Linked DNA regions of Triticum aestivum: regions 1 and 3 are each linked to region 2. A link is a contact called in public Hi-C data. All regions are on one chromosome and are shown on one strand. Each heading gives the region's core, a stretch centred on a gene start, on an enhancer-like site or on the middle of the called end of the contact. The rest is flanking DNA. Distances are from core to core; before and after follow the strand shown.

What was found. Hi-C and Micro-C count contacts between places; a contact is called where the count stands out from the background.
Region 1: a Hi-C map of leaf shows a contact between it and region 2, with 4 times the contacts expected there. The contact joins the promoter of LOC123145385 here to the enhancer-like site in region 2. A contact is called at or near these places in 2 of 5 Hi-C or Micro-C datasets (both in leaf) and 1 of 1 datasets of contacts at active chromatin or transcription factors (leaf).
Region 3: a contact with region 2 is called in a Hi-C map of leaf, with 4 times the contacts expected there. The contact joins two enhancer-like sites. A contact is called at or near these places in 2 of 5 Hi-C or Micro-C datasets (both in leaf).

What each region holds. Positions count from the first base shown.
Region 1 is chr6D:402,206,598-402,209,837 of IWGSC CS RefSeq v2.1, forward strand. LOC123145385 (homeobox-leucine zipper protein HOX16) reads right to left here and starts at 1,688. Exons shown (of 4, transcript XM_044564787.1): 1 at 1,078-1,688; 2 at 802-941; 3 at 472-711; 4 at 1-369. The coding sequence starts at 1,189.
Region 2 is chr6D:402,357,010-402,360,613 of IWGSC CS RefSeq v2.1, forward strand. No RefSeq gene overlaps it. Among protein-coding and RNA genes, the nearest start is that of LOC123141746, 43 kb to the right of the region's middle. Within about 2 kb of position 1,857, at least 5 of the 8 cell types and tissues checked have an H3K27ac peak or open chromatin away from gene starts, as enhancers often do. A contact at or near this core is called in leaf, where this site is marked.
Region 3 is chr6D:402,134,257-402,137,925 of IWGSC CS RefSeq v2.1, forward strand. No RefSeq gene overlaps it. Among protein-coding and RNA genes, the nearest start is that of LOC123145384, 22 kb to the left of the region's middle. Within about 2 kb of position 2,310, at least 7 of the 8 cell types and tissues checked have an H3K27ac peak or open chromatin away from gene starts, as enhancers often do. A contact at or near this core is called in leaf, where this site is marked.

The sequences.
Region 1 (3,240 bases), core at 438-2,937, 150 kb before region 2:
GATGCCGCCCGCCACGGGGCCCATCACGCACTCGTGGTACTCGTCGCCGCCGGCGCCCCCCGGGAAGCAGTACGAGTCCACGCTGCTGTCCACCACGCCGGCGAGACCGCATCCGCTCCCGAGCAGCGCGTCCCTCGCGTCCAGCACCGCGCTCCCGCCGCTCCCCGGGCTCAGCCTCTCCTCGTCCTTCACATGCAGCTGCTGCTGCACCACCTCGAACGCCTCCGCTGCCGCGGCATGTTCCTCGGCGTTGGCCAAGGAAGCCTTCGCCTCCGCCGCCGCCTGCTCCGGCTCCAAGGCGTCGACGGCTGCACCGAAGCTGCCTTCCGGCGCCTCCTTATCTTGCATCTTCTCGGTCAACGTTACCACCTGACGGCACAAAGATGGATGGATCTCCCAAATCAAACTCAGCGGCGGAAGCCCCGGTGCCCGGCCGGTGATGAAGCGTGGTTGTTGACTTCGATTATTTACCTGTGACCGGAGCCGGTGGTTGTCCTGGAGGAGGGCGTCGTGGTCGGCCCGGAGGGCGTCGAAGGACGCCTTGAGGCGGTCGAAGTCGCGCTCCAGCGTCTTTGTCTTCCACCGGGCGCGGCGGTTCTGGAACCAGACGGCCACCTGGCGTGGCTGCAGCCCGAGCTTGCGGGCCAGCTCCGTCTTCCTCTCCGGCTCCAGCTTATTCTCCTCCTCGAAGCTCCTCTCCAGCAGGTGGACCTATACACGTACGCGTGGCGCGCATGCACCATCAGAATTAATTCGGATGAACAGAGCATCATCTTCACCACTGTAGCAGCGAATTGTCACCTGCTCCGGGGTGAGGCGCCGCTTCTTCTCCGGGAGCTGCTCGTCGTAGTACTCCTCCTCGAGCATGTCATCCGGCGAGGTGAAGAAGGGCCGCTTCACGCCGCGCCCTTCTTCCATGCCGCCGAGGACCGGTCTCACCCCTTCATCACTCAAACATGGCAACCCCAATCAGTACACCAATCACTCTCCACTCTCCACACAATCAAGAAGGCGAGACCTACTAACGAACCAAACAACCGGGATCGAGAAAACTAGTAGTGGATGAGAATATAATACCTCGATGGAACATGCCGGCCGCGCCGGCGATGCCGCCGGCGCCGCAGTCCATGAAGAGCATCTGTCCGTTGCCGGAGCCCGACGTGTTGAAGATGAGCCGGCCGGGCTCCATCGCAGAGAAAGCTTCAAGAAGTTGCCTTGGTTGGTTGTCGATCGAACGGGGGGCGGAATCAAATGAAAAAGACGTATATATACAGCTGCTGCGCGGCGGAGGGGCTCTTATAAGAAGCAGGACGAGGAGGCGATCATGGCGGCGAGCTTGTGGCGGAAGAAGCTGGTGCTCCACAGAAGCCGCGTGGGCGTCTTCATCGGCATAAGCGAAATCCCCATCATACACGCCCCAGTCCCGAGGTCCCGAGAGATCTCCTCAGCCCTGCCGGGAGGAGACCGCTCAAAGGAAGAGCAGGCAACCTAGCTACACCTCTCGCCGGAGAAGACGCAGCCGGAGCGGGACAACTCGGCCGGCCGGAGAAGAGGTTGGTGGTGGAAGGGAGCCCAAGAAGAAAAGGAAATCTTTTCTTGATTTTCTTATTGAGGGATCACTATTTTTCTATTGCGCTTATAGTATTTTTTTTCTTGTGGAGGATACTGATCGGCTAAAGTTTGAAGAAATGGGGAGGAGGCTTCTTATAGGCGCCGGGGCGGTGTGGATTGACGAGTTTGTCCCTTGGTGGCAGCGGTGGGTGGGACGAATTGGCGGAGGATCGAGACGGAACCAACGGAGCTGGACGCCGGGTGTCTGATCTTGATATTCTGATGTGATCTTTTGCTCTCAAAGGTAAAAAAAGTGTGCTCCTAGTTATAGGAATTACAAGGTGTTTTTCTCTTTTCATGTCGAAACCTAGAACTTACAGTGTGCTCTTTTTCCCTTCCGGAAAAGACCTTACATGGTGTGGAGGTTGGAGAAGGCTCTCTATGCTATCAAGATCTTTTGTGGATGGAACCATGTTTTTTTCTCATGTGTTGAGTTTATTCTTGTGATAATAAAAAAGACACACGCTCGTGCGTACGCAAGTATATGGGCACCCACAGTCACCAATAGAGGCATGCCAGCGAATCAAATTTTCGTGTGGTGAAGATTAGGGATAAATATGTTGAATATACCAGCATGAGGTCGTATTCATCCGGGTAATGTTAGACCTACGTAATTTTTGTTACGTGTTTTACGTAAGCAGCAACGTGGATCAGTATTATTGGACCGGGGAGGAGCGACATGGCCCACCCACTGAAATTAGGGGGGGGGGGGGGGGGGGGCGAGAAGAGTAGATTGGAAGTTTACGTAGGGAGTTTGTAGCGGGTTCGTAGGTCTAGCATTATCGGTATTCACCCCATTGCTAGAGTCTAAGGTTTGTGTAGCTTGTGCATTCAATCTATTTTTTTTCATTGTTGGGACTATCTATCAATTATGTTTAGCTAAATAAGTACCTTAATTACAAAATCTCTCTCTTTCTCTCTCATTTTTTAGTTATTTAAGATTTGAACGACATGCTCTAACTTCTATATGGATCTAGTAGTATCAATTTTGGTGGCGTCAATGTCGATTCTCTTCTCATTAAAGCGTTTCGTCAGATCCTAACACGACATATATGTTATTCGAACCTGGGTCACCCCCTTTCCCTTACTTTGATGATGGGCAATGTAGTAGTTGCTCAAGAAACCAAACACATGTTCCTTGTCGTCGAAGAACCACAGAGCAAAGCCTGTTACGTATTCAACTACAATTCCAAAACAATTAGCTATTTGAGCCTTGGTCTGCACTTCAGGGTGTTTCCCCCCTTAGAGCATCTACAGTCGGACTTCTCAAATTGACCGGGCGGGCGCGGGTACCACTGACCAGACAGGAGAGAGATGCAAAAAGTAGCAAAAAGTTGACCCAACCGGACTCCTCATATCATCCCTATACGCCCGGGCTGTCCGCGAACCCTCATATCCATCTGAAATATGGGGAGGATATGAGGGCTCGCGGACGTGCCCGGTCAGTCCGCCACATAGGACGCGTCCCCACCTGGACCATCTCTTCTCTTTCTTTATTCATTCTTTTCTTTCTCTCTCTTCATCTCAACCAATCACATGCACATGACAGGACATATGGGGAAGAAAATGAGGAGTGTGGCCGGATAAATAGGGGTTCAAAACAGACATGACCGGTCACTGACCGGACGC
Region 2 (3,604 bases), core at 607-3,106:
CCACTCCGACACAACGTGATTCTTGGATTACACACGGGCAAACAAGGCCAACTGATCATCATTGCACATCGCTCGCACGCATCCAGGTCGATCCAAGGAGGCCAATCACAGCGCCGGGGTTCGCGTCAATCGGCATCGGGGTTAACTACGCTGCTCGAGCCAACCAAGACAGGGAGAGGACTCGCACCGTGGACTACACAGATAGATCATCTTTCCATAATATAAGAGTATTTTTTACACTACACTGATGCAGGTGCAGTCGATCGGCGCCGCGATATACTAGGATAGGAGTACCATACTTGAGTGCGCTTTTCATATACGCAAAGGAGGATCGGGTCGGGTCGCGCGTCTCTCACCGTCACCGTCCATGGCCAAGGGGGCGCGCACGCGTGGTGCTTTGAGCCCGGAATCTGTTGGTTAATGTAGTAATTAACCTCTCTTATCGCCGCAAACCTAGGCTGATTAGCGCAGTTCAAAAAGAAAAACTCTAGGCTGATTAGTGCATGCATGTACTACCAACGAAAGGAAGGGCGAGGGTGAGGGCGACAGCGCCGGCGAGTGAAAGCGACTCCGGTCTAGTAGAGCGAAAAAACACGCAGCTACGCATACTACCAGCGGATTGGAACACGCACGCATGAGAGTAATGCTACACATACATTATCGCCGCTAACCTAGGCTGATTAGCTCAGTCGTGAGTGGGATTAAACAAGTCGCCACCACTTTGTCAGTTACTCAACTTGGGTTTGAAATGGTGCTCTGTTTGAAAGGTGGTGCATGGGCTTTCAACAAGTTATGCGCGCGCTATCACCATATATATCACGTCAGCCGTCGGTGTCTCTCTTGGGATAATATTTGTGAGAACCGTGGAGCCCTAATTCTAGGGATCTATGCCGTTGGATAGATACAATGGAGAAGAGAGGAGGATGGAGAATACTAGAAGATATGGGCATACATCAGGTCAGATATCTATAAAAAGTAGCACACAAATCAAATGCGGCATACCGTTTTGTTATATGGTTGAGGTGACGGAAGGATGATAGAAAATGGGATTCTCCATTTCTATACCTAGTCTATCTGCAGGGTATGGGCCAAATTTTTCTGGATGCAGGTACATCTGAACCCTATAGTCGTATATGCGACTGAGAAGCACAATGTTTAAGTTGAAAAAGATGAAAACAGTCGTGCACGTAAAGGTAAGATACAAGTGCGTGCATGTAATTTAAATTTTTTGAGATGGATGTGCATGCAAAATTTATAGGTTAAACTTCGCCGTATGCCGATGAGAATTGTAGAACGACAAGACGAAATGAAAACCGTACGAGCGGCACTCCCGGCCTGGGTCGCTGCAGCATGATTCCATGAAGGGTCGACTGTCCCCGACCAGGTTGCTACATGCATATGTTGCTCCGTGGACGAGCTGCAGTAGCATATCTATTTCCTCCGTGTGTGCGTGCACATTCACATCACATCCAAGGGCACTAGCCACCCCCACCCATCGAATCCAGCCCTAGTCCCGTCCCGTGTCATGTGGTGCGGCGGGCACCGTGCCACTGCGGCGACGCAGGCACAGAGAGCACCTCCATTGACCCGGGCCAGCAGCTCGATCGGCTGGCCGGTCCCCCTCCATCTCTCTAAATTGCCGCTCACATGCGCTCGTCGTCCCAGGGCATTGCATCTGCGCCTACCCTAAAATACATGGTCGATGGAGGCACATGCATGAGGCCGACAGGGAATCCAATCCGGATCCATTGGAGCAGGTAGATATTTCGCTCACGCCCAACCAATGCAAGCTACACGCTTGTGTGCATATACGCTACGCGTCAACGTGTACAGATAGAGATAGGCGCTGGCTGGCAGGCAGCGTGCTCGCTGACGATTCCTTCTGCTCATCTCATGCACGGTCTCTCTCGCTCGTAGTACTAGTAGCATTAGTATTTTTTTCTCCTCCGTCAGACGAGATGCTCGATCGGCCAGGCTTGTGTTGTGTAGTAGTACTACTAAGTACACGCATCAGCAACCTAATTCGCCTAAAAAATCGCCTACAAAACAATCAATCTAATCGTCGCCGTCAGTAATAACCCCTGTTCCCCGCAAAAAAAAAAAGTAATAACCCCTGTCCTGCTCGAGTACCTGCTGGTCTGAGTGGCTTGGTGTCCGTTAAAGGAAAGCTCAAACGGAAAAAATCGGAAGCAGAATCGGGCAAAACGGAGTGGGCTATCGCGCGCGATCGTGCCGGATCACCGCGCCCATTCCCGAAGCGCAAACCGACCCGACGTCGAAAGGAAAGCTGGGGTGAAAGTCGCCCGTCTGGTGCCCGGCGCACCGGCGAGGAAAAGAGGGGGGAAACCGACGAGTCCATGTCGAGCGAGGTGGTCAGAGCACCACCAGCCCCTGCCATGCATGCCAGTGATCCCGCTGCCGATCGACGCTTCCATTATTAGCGGGCGAGCCCCAGCAACAAACAGAGGCACATGCTCGCGGGAAGGTGTTCGGAGCGGCGACCACCACACGTACGCGTACGGTGAAACCGTGGCTCGGGATTTCGTTGCGTTGCGTCAGTCGATGAGCGGCGCGTAATGTTTCTGTGGCTGTGGGTTGTGTCTGTGCCTGTCCTGTGAATTGTGGGTGCTAGGTTGGCAGCACCCACCGCCAGCTGCTAGCTGGGCCTCTCGATCGATATCGATGCTACGTAGAAACCTCAGTGAAACGTTGCACGTTGGTGGAAGATAAGAGTGAACTGGTCACCTTTTGCTTGGGAGAGTGACTTGATCAAAACGGAGGAGGGCCCAACTGAGAGCCAAAGGAACCAGAGGGCTATCTTGTTATTCCTATTCACTACTTTGGTGACAGTGATCAGTCAAGACTAAGTGGGAAAGAAGAAGCAACAGAGGAACAAACTTATCCTCGATGCCCCCCTGCTCGCTTAAAAGAAGGAATAGGATCAAAATTTTCTAGAGTATTTGCTTAGCTGTGAAGCAACAGTGACGTCTTTTGCATCTCAAAGCGTCTGCAAGTGCTCCCAACTGTGCTGCATTGCGTCGCAAATGGTGGTGGTGAGGTGAATCTCCTGAGTGGAGAGTCAAGGTGGACTCTGTGAGCTTGCTCAAAAGGAGGGGTGCAATGGCGATGGCACTGATGGGACTTGCCAAAGCCAACCGCAAAAGCAAAGCCAAGCGTATAAATACTCTTCTCATGGGATATAGATGGATAAAAGGTGAGGCTCATTGCTCCTCCTACTTGCTATGTTTTTTTTACTTTCCTTTGTTATTGTTTTATAATAGTATTTCATCTGTTGTTTAGAACTGGGTGTCACTGAATAAAGTAGTAGGGGTGAGAAAGTGGTGGAAAAGGTACTTTCCATTAAGGTAGGTATTTGTTTTGGCTCCTAGGATGACTGGGCCTTCACCTAGCTTGTATTTGTAAAATGATTACAAACTAATCTAATTTGTATAATGTATGTGCTCATGGGAAGAAAGGTGAGTAGTTTTTGGCAAGAGGGGGGAGTTTTGAATGTGTCACAACACTCTGCTGCGTGCCCTGTTCGGGCGAAATGGAAATCCTTTTCTATCGAGATTCTTGAGAAAAAAGGGAAAATGATAGATGC
Region 3 (3,669 bases), core at 1,060-3,559, 220 kb before region 2:
TCTTTATTTTCTTCATGTTTTTTTAGTAGAATTTTTCTCCCCGTTGGTGAATCATAAATTGATATCATTTCATGGTGGGAATGGGACGCCTTTAATTTCAAGGCCACTGGGTCTTTTGAGTCGGCTTCATAAAAAAAATTGGGACAGGGAAGCCGGTGACCATTGATCTACAGAGGACAAATGGTCGACTCCTAATTTAGTTGCCCAAGGCTATAGTCTACCGTTACAATCCACATACCTTTGCAAGGTTGTTACCCTTGTGCTTATATGAATTTTTTAATCTATTGAGCTAAGATTGCTTTTGTTTCGGAGTTACAAATATGCTACCTTGTGATGCAAATGATCCATGGTAGAAATAGAAACAAGTTGCCTATGTTTCTTTGTTTTATTTGAACAAATAGATTTTAAATATCTTAATAACTTGCTAAAATTCTCTTCGGCTAAACGATGCTACTTTAAACAATGTTGTTGTGCGAATGCTTCTCGTTCTTGTGCAATTTTGTACTCCCTCCGTCCCAAAATATAGGACCATTTATCACACTATGATAGTGTAAAAAATGATCTTATACTTTGGGACGGATGGATCATAGTGTCAAAAATGATCTTATATTTTAGACGGATAGTTTATTAAAATGGGTCTGACCATGTTGTCCAACAAAACAAGAAGCCACTTGGTATTGGACCATTGGGCCGGGTCCATGCCGCTGAACAGAACAGAGGTGCCAGCAAGGACCAAGTCTGGGCTGGAGCAGGCCGGCCATTCCCATCCTGAGCCTATTATGGCTTGCAAATGGATAGTTAAAGAAGACCGGTGGAGTCTGAGGATGGGCCTGGCCTACTAGCAGAGACAAATATAAGGCATTCGAATTTGTCGAAGCAAAGCTGCCTCCAGCTCCCCCAAAAAACTCAAAAAAAAAAAAAGCTGCCTCCAGCTCCCCCCAAAAAAACTGGTATAAAAAACCTAAAAAAGAAAAGAAAAGGGCTGCCTCAAGGTGGACTATTGATGGTGATGATAAGAGCCATCTTTCCAGCAGTAGGAGTAGTACGAGAAGAGAACAAGGCATGGGCAGGACAAAATTTCTGTTCTAACCTTTTTGCCAAACTTAATCACAAATTAACCTCGTTTTGAAAAGAATTTCGTATTTGACCTTTTTTGGCGACGCCAACATCTACGGCGTTTGGATTGCACAGGAGACGCCAGAGTTCCTGGCGTTTGCTTCGTAGCCCATATCCAGCTGGTCAGCTGACGTGGAAGGTCGAAACGCCAAGCTTCATGGCGTCTGGGCGTAGATGGAAACGCCATGCATCCCGGCGTTTGGGACAGGAAGGACACGCCATTAAGCTAGGTGTTTGACCACTGAAATTGTTTACCATTGCCGGTGTAGTGTTGGATCAAGATCTCTACAACAAGTAAATTGTTTAACATTTGCAAGCTGTAATTCACACTGTGGAATGCTAAGTTACGTAGACAAATCGATCCATCTCAAAAATCAAGTACGATGGTTTCAGAGAGCGCTAGCTATAACACATCCTTCACAAATCTCTGCATACCTGTTGAGCTACTCGGCCCGGTACGGACCAGGTCCAAAACCATCTATGCATAAGTGAATGTTAATATTTAGGGCATGTCTCATGCGGACCATCAAATCGTCTGCAAATGTCTGGATCAAACTGTTCGGATGCTGGAAGCCATCCAACGAGTCCTTATTAGTCTGCGGACCGGTCCACGCATCAGTTCTCCCGTAAACCGACAGAAAACCAGGGGAACTTTGTGGGAGATCGGACATCTGTCACGTAGGAGACAAACGCCAGCTGACCAGCTGGATATGGGCTACGAAGCAAACGCCAGGAACTCTGGCGTCTCCTGTGCAATCCAAACGTCATAGATGTTGGCGTCACCAAAAAAAGTCAAATACGAAATTCTTTTCAAAATGAGGTTAATTTGTGATTAAGTTTGGCAAAAAGGTTAGAACAGAAATTTTGTCCGCATGGGCTTGGCTGTAGGTCAGCCGTTGGAAAGATGGGCTCCTCCCGACGAAACAGTTTTCGCAGGGAAGGTGGTAGAACAGTGCGTGAAGAAGCGGCGAGAGACAGACCACGCGTGCGGTGGTGGTGGATGATCGGAGTCCGAAACGTGGGGTGGTTGGGTCAGATCACATCACATCACACGGCACGGGGGCGGGCTCATGGGGCCGCCACTGCGGCGTCCGGGGCTCGGTGCAGCCAGCGATGCAATGCGAGGCTGGACCGGCCTACGCAGGTGCGGGCGTCGGATGGGGGGACACGGAACATGGGCGAAGCAGCCCTGGTGGAAAGCGCCGATCGGCCTACGCACCGCTTGCTTGCTGGATGCTGGCCCACTCGATCCAAGCCCCCACCATCTGCTCCTGTTGCTCCGCCCGCCGGACCCCATGGCTCTGGCTCTGGGTGCCGCTTCGCTTTCGTCACCCGATTCGCTGCGAACCACGACACGCTCCGCACCTACCACCAGCCCAAACTACCACCATTGGTAGAGCACTGGTAGTAGAGACTAGAAAACGTTTTCACTTCTACCGATCTGTCTTTCACCGGCACGACGCGCCGCTGCGGCTGCCGGCGCGCGCGGTTGCGTCCACGGGATGATGAATGATCCTGCCTGCGTTGCCACCGCACGCCAGGCGGACAGCGAGCGCGGCGCGGCAATGCGCCAAAACTGCACTGGTGGGAATACGACTTGGAAACCTCGACAGCCCGAGGATGCAAGCAAGTTTTTCTTCTCTTGCCGCTCCGGTCGCCTCGTCTCATCATCTCATCTCATCACATCTGCCCCTTCCCACGTCCGTCCACACAACGACACCAACAACACATCACGTAATCAAGAGATCGCTTATCACCCACCACAGCCGTACCAATCCACGTCCGACTCAGCCCAGCCGCGCTTCAATTTTCATGCACACAAATCACCGCGCTAGATAGCCTGTCCCCCTCCTGCCCGGTCTGAATTTCTGATACGCGCAGTATGAATTTCCTAGCCAGCAGACGCTTCGCTTGCCGCCCTGCCGTATTTCCAGTCGCCGTCAGAAATGAATTTCATTTCCCCTTCCTTCTCTTCCTTTCTTCCCGCGACACGGACACGACCGATCGCGACCGCGGCAGATGCTTTCGGATCGACCCTGAGGCCAACCTACATCCCCAGGCTAGCTAGATTTTTCTCTTCCAAAGCGAGGAGCGCACAAAAGATAAGCAAAAATAGAGCAGCAGCACGACCGACCCGGTGTATGGCACACATTGACACGCCATTACGAGCGCTAGCTTTGGTAGCACCTGTACTCTTTCCTGCATGCGACGTCCCCGTCGAGGAGAGGTGGAATCTTGGCTTTGCTTTGTGAGTGGGGGCTGCGCAGGACAAAAGGTGCTCCCGCGTCCAATCTATCAAGGCCACGCTAGGGAGAAATGCTCTTGTCATGTGCCTGTTAGACTTGGCCAATTAACCACTCATGCTCGTGAGGACACTTAGTTTATCCCTGAGATAATCCGGTCATGGGCTAGCTAGCTTGATGCCAATTCAACGCATAACAACAATTCATCAACAGGTGCAAAAGAATTAGGCTTCCGCATGCACTTTGTTACTCCATATATATACATTTTGGAACGGAGGGAGTATTATTTACCACTTACAGAAGTACTCAT